Regions from separate parts of the Zea mays genome. Here region 2 is linked to region 1. Evidence: chromatin contacts called from public Hi-C data. All regions are on one chromosome and are shown on one strand. Each heading gives the region's core, a stretch centred on a gene start, on an enhancer-like site or on the middle of the called end of the contact. The rest is flanking DNA. Distances are from core to core; before and after follow the strand shown. Region 1 holds the start of LOC100284198. Region 2 holds the start of LOC100192721 (Mannose-1-phosphate guanylyltransferase 1).

Region 1 (2,929 bases), core at 9-2,508:
GCATAAACATCTTAGGCCTGTTTCAACTAAATCCAAGCATCTTTCAGAGGATTCAGCAGTCAGACAGCAGCTCAGCACTGCAGTTAGTATTTGTGTAGTATGGCAATTGTGTCGGCCTAACCAGCAGACATCTTGAACTTTAATATCTTTGGTTTGCCTGAAAGCTTTATCCAGTTGGTGCACTTGAGCCAATATTTCCACAGATTGGACAAACTCAGTTGAGATCAGACACAGTAACAAACTGCTAGAATATCACACATGCTATCGAGGATGAACAGACCCATATACTTGTTCTTTCTAATAACACCCCCAGCCCACCCTTGAAGGGAAAAAAAAGAATTAGCAAGTTGCCTCTCTTGCATTGTACACACTTATAACACTAAAACTACCACTCAAGTGATATTGGCATATTGTAGACCACAGGCACACAGTACATGATATATGCTGCCACTCATGGTCAATTGTAACACTAACACATTTAGACAAAAAAATGCAGGTTAAATTATACAGCACGTTCCACACATGATATTACCCTGATGGATCAACACATTAAAACTACTGTTTTTACATGATATGAGGTGCATGTCACAGTTTATATGATTGAAAAATCATCAAATATCAGTTAAAGACATGCAAACCTTCAAAACAAAGTAGCATCCCTGAGGGTGACTTTGTCACATTCATCACAAGACAATTTGCAAACATGCTAACTTGTTAAGTTCTGAATTATGAGGCAGAAACAAAGGACGTCAAGCAAATCAATACACATTCATGCCTAGCACAAACTATCTATGCTCCTATCAGAAACAAATGGAACAAAAATTGGGAAGACAATTAAAAAAAGAGTGGTGACAAGTCCATACTCTTGAGGTCATTCATCTCGAAGGAAACCATCTTGTCTTGCAATGACACCGTGGATACTAGCAGGGGCAGATCCAGTAAAGGAATATGGGTGATTTTTGCAACAACAAAAAAAACTTCGAAGTTAGGAGGGTTGTCAAATAGCTAAATAGCTTTAGGTTAGGGTTTCGGTGCTCAGCTTCGAACAGGATGAAGGGAAGGGAAAAGAACGGGTGGGAGTACCTGGCGGGTGTCGTCGCCGGCGAAGAGACCAAAGAAAGCCTCAGCAGTCAGCACCTGGCTTAGGGCGGCGGCGGCGGCGCACCCGTCGTCTGAGAGCGACAGAGGGGCTAGACTAGAGAAGTAGAGAGACAAACAACGCACGAGGAGGTTATGCATCGACGGCGTCAGAATTCAGAAAGAGCCGCATCGGGACTCCTCGACCGTTTTTTCTTTGGAAATTTCTGTTTTATTACAGCTATTTTGGGAATTCTATTTAAAAAAAGGGAAATTTGGATCCATACCATTAAAAGATCACCACCTTGGATCCATACCATTACTATCTCACTTACATGTGGGTCCACATGAGTCAATGACATGTGGGGTCCATGGTATATATCTAAAGTTTGGATCTTTTAATGGTATAGATCCAATTGCGCATTTAAAAAAGGATTACTATCTTTCTAAGTAAAAATGAATTAATTTTCTTTGTGAATATAGAAATTCAGTGTTCCTATACTAGACCTTAGAGCTAGTTTAAGAACCCCATTTTCCCTAAAAATCGATTTTTCCAAGAGAATTCAATTATTTTTCTTTAAGAAAATAGAAATTCAACTAAAAAAATAAAGTTCCTAAATTAGCTCTTATATTTTTCTTTCACTCTCTTTTATTCTTATGGAAAAACCCTAAGAGGGTGTTTGGTCCAGTGAAACCTAAAATGTAACGAACGGATTATAGGGCTAATAGATATCGATATCAGTATTAAGTACTAATATCCAATCTAATTATAGCTAACAACCATTACCGTCGACAAGAGATTCCATTGCCATTCTCGTAACAATGTCTGAGCCAAACAACACCTATGAGCTAAAACAAAATGATTAAATGACTAAGGGCATGTTTGGTCCCTAAATTACCAAACACGGTGACTAATAGCATCTCTAACTATCATGTAAAAAGGTTCATAAATGTTAGTTTAAGGACTAATGTACCCTAAACGATGTTGCTAAATTTAAGAAGTTATTATTTTATCCTTTCTTGTCTCTACATTTGGCAACTCGAGATTGACTCCTCAAAGCATTTTTCGTGCGAAATTAGTGTTCTATGTGTTCTGTTTTTATTCTCTTTTATTTTTTATTAATAAACTTCGGGCTACTATGTGGAAGAATTTTGTTGTATGTTATATTTTTTTATTTCTATAGTTTGCAATTTAGGTCTTGTTTGGAATCTATGAATGATTTTGCGTCTGTTTTGTACACAAATTTTAGAAACATTTCAAAAACAATATCATGTTTAATGGAAAGAACATAAAACTTTCTAGAACGTGAGAGCGAGATGAGTTTATAGCTGGCATATTTTTAAAATATTTGGCAGCTAAAAATAGAGAACTACTAGAAAACATATTTTGTTTACTCCCTACTATCATTTAGCAACTTCTCACATATGACATATTGAAAGTCGCCTAGAGGGGGTGAATAGGGCGAATCTGAATTTTACAAACTTTAAGCACAACTACAAGTCAGGTTAGCGTTAGAATTAAATGCGAGTCCGAAAGAGAGGGTGAAAACAAATCACAAGCGAATAAGAACGATAACACGGTGATTTGTTTTACCGAGGTTCGGTTCTTGCAAACCTACTCCCCGTTGAGGTGGTCATAAAGACCGGTTCTCTTTCAACCATTTCCCTCTCTCAAACGGTCCCTTAGACTGAGTGAGCTTTTCTTCTCAATCAAACGGGACACTAAGTCCCCACAAGGACCACCACACAATTGGTGTCTCTTGTCTTGGTTACAATTGAGTTGAACACAAGAAAGAAGGAAGAAGAAAAGCAATCCAAGCGCAAGAGCTCAAATGAACACAAGTCTCTCTCA
Region 2 (2,760 bases), core at 228-2,727, 210 kb after region 1:
TTCACAACAGAGCATTCAATACAAGAGGAATACACTACACTCCAAGACACAAATCAAAGCATCCGAACAAATCAAAGTCCACAATTCAACTCTAGTATTTTAGAACTTGTGAGGAGATCGTCTTGTGTTTCTTTGTTGCTCTTGTTGCTTGGTTGGCTTTCTTCGTTCTCTCATTCTTACTCTCAAAGCCTTGTAAGCGAAGCAAGAGACACCAATTGTGTGGTGGTCCTTGTGGGGTCTAAGTGACCCGGGAAATCAAGGAAGAAAGCTCACTCGGTCTAGGTGACCGTTTGAGAGAGGGAAAGAGTTGAAAGAGACCCGGTCTTTGTGACCACCTCAACAGGGACTATGTTCTTTGGAACCGAACCTCGGTAAAACAAATCATCGTGTCATCCGCTTTATTTTCTTGGTCGATTTATTCCTCTCTCTCTCGAACTTAACTTTTATTCTAACGCTAACCCAAGCTTGTAGTGTGCTTAAAGTTGTAAATTTCAGTTTCTGCCTATTCACCTCCTCTTGGCGACTTTCAAACATGTTTGTCTACGATCTTTCTTTTGTACACTTCTACAATTCAACACATATTATATGATTAGTACCCTCAAATAAATCATGTGCACATTGTTCCGCTTACTAACTATTTTTTCAAATAAATTTATAGCTATCTTCGTTCTCGAATATTTATCGTTCGTTAGTTTATTTTTAAACTAAAACACGATAAATAAAAAAGAACTAAAAAAGTATGTATTTATAAATTAAGATCTCACAAACGAGTTAAATATTGTTTAACCTCGCTCAGGGCGCGCGGAAACCACTAGTTGCATGAATTTCCTTGCTCAAAGGCAGTACCATCCAGATCCAGCAAGCCAGGGTTTCGCCTTCGTCCATCTCTAACACAGTACTCCACCAGGATATCCTAAACTCCAGACGGGATATTCCGTGCAAGCTCAGTTATCCGCTACCGCCACGTTCCCTGACCGTTATTATCGGCATTTGGAGAAATGAAGCTTCGGCTCTGCCCTCGGTGGCTCAGCCACCGGTTTCAGCGCCAGTTCAACCCCGCACCCGCACCCCGGTGCGGCACGGATCCCACCGGGCGCAGCGCACGACCCACAAAGTCAGAAAGCCGCTGCCCGGAAATCGCCCGCCTCCGCTCCGCTACGCTCTCACCACCTCCTCCGACGTCTGATCGGCATCGCCTTCGCCTCCGCTAAAATACTCGCGGTCCACGCTCTCCTCCAAATCCCATCGCCACGCCTTCGCCCGCGCGCGTCTCTCCCTCCCCCACACTCCGCCACCAGCGCCGAAGCAGAGCAGCCATGGCCGGTTACGAGCAGCGCGTCGTTGCCGTCATCATGGTCGGCGGCCCCACCAAAGGTTAGTGCTGCTAGATCTGCGCCGCGCGCCCCCGGGACCCTCCTCTGCCCTCTCATCGTCTGATACTCTGATCGGTTTGCTCTGGTGCTGGTGTCGGGTGCAGGGACGCGGTTCCGGCCGCTGTCGCTGAACGTGCCCAAGCCGCTCTTCCCTATCGCCGGCCAGCCCATGGTGCACCACCCCATCTCCGCCTGCAGCCGGGTAATCCACCAATTCCTGCGCTCCCCTGTCCTTTGTGGAATTGTGACGTTTGTATGGTTCGGCCTGCGGCTCGTATGAGAAAGTTTTTTTTTCTTGCATCCCATTGCTGCAGATCCCCAACCTGGCACAGATATACCTTATCGGGTTCTACGACGAGCGGGAATTCGCGCTATATGTCTCGTCTATCTCCAACGAGCTCAGGATCCCTGTCAGGTTTGTTTCGTGCCCTCATGTTGTTTGCTTCTGCAGTGTTTGGCTGGGTGCGTTAGGGAGATTTAAGAGAGCCGTGTCATTGACAGGGTCTCTGGCCAATTTAAATTTTAGGTACCTGCGAGAGGATAAGCCTCACGGGTCAGCTGGAGGGCTCTACATCTTTAGAGATTACATCATGGAAGACAGCCCGGTAATGACTTAGTGCCATGGCCTGATTGTCATCTTGAATTGGAAGTCGGATATTTCTAAAGCTGCAGTAATGCAGTGGATCACTTTATCCACATCTTTTTGAATAGCTTTTGCCTATTCAGAAGTCAGAACACATTCAGCGTCTGGGGTTTGTAGGAATCTATTACATTGCTATGCCGATTGGATCAAGAAAGTGGCATCCTCTAAAACTTCGTTACTGTTTTTGCTTGATGTTTTGCAGTCACACATAGTTCTGCTTAACTGCGACGTCTGTTCTAGCTTCCCCCTTCCAGACATGCTGGGTAGGTTGCCAAGTATCTGAAACATACTCTTCTTTCGTGTTGGCTCGATTTATCAGTTTGATGATGATCATAGACACAAGCATGGATAGTGTAATAATAGAACATCACGAGGTTGTTCTTTGCTTTGCTGTTTAGACCGAATGATAGCGTGTCCACTTATCACTAGTCAGAATAAGTGGAATGGAACTGTAGTGGTTGGTATTGAATCTGAAGCTGAGCTTGTCATTAGTATCTTGTTTTTGGCATATTCGTTGGTTACATCTTATAGAGACGCATCTGCCTCTAATATATGGTATTGTACCTGAGATCACTAAAATTATAGAGATGCATCTGCCTTGTCATTAGTATCTTGTTTTTTTTTTCCTGTTTTTATCTTCTACTAGGCTAGAATGGGCTTAAGGCTCTACAGTTGTGCTAGCTTGCCTATCACCTTGTAATTAGTGATATATTGTCAAGGGTAGTGGTACCCAAGGCAGCGGGA

What was found. Hi-C and Micro-C count contacts between places; a contact is called where the count stands out from the background.
Region 2: a Hi-C map of bundle sheath shows a contact between it and region 1, with 2.8 times the contacts expected there. The contact joins the promoter of LOC100192721 here to the promoter of LOC100284198 in region 1. A contact is called at or near these places in 6 of 25 Hi-C or Micro-C datasets (bundle sheath, endosperm, leaf and 2 more).

What each region holds. Positions count from the first base shown.
Region 1 is chr1:21,146,501-21,149,429 of Zm-B73-REFERENCE-NAM-5.0, forward strand. LOC100284198 reads right to left here and starts at 1,259. Exons shown (of 7, transcript NM_001157093.2): 1 at 1,084-1,259; 2 at 864-920. The coding sequence starts at 894.
Region 2 is chr1:21,351,578-21,354,337 of Zm-B73-REFERENCE-NAM-5.0, forward strand. LOC100192721 (Mannose-1-phosphate guanylyltransferase 1) reads left to right here and starts at 1,478. Exons shown (of 14, transcript NM_001137922.1): 1 at 1,478-1,575; 2 at 1,688-1,788; 3 at 1,875-1,978; 4 at 2,219-2,279. The coding sequence starts at 1,749.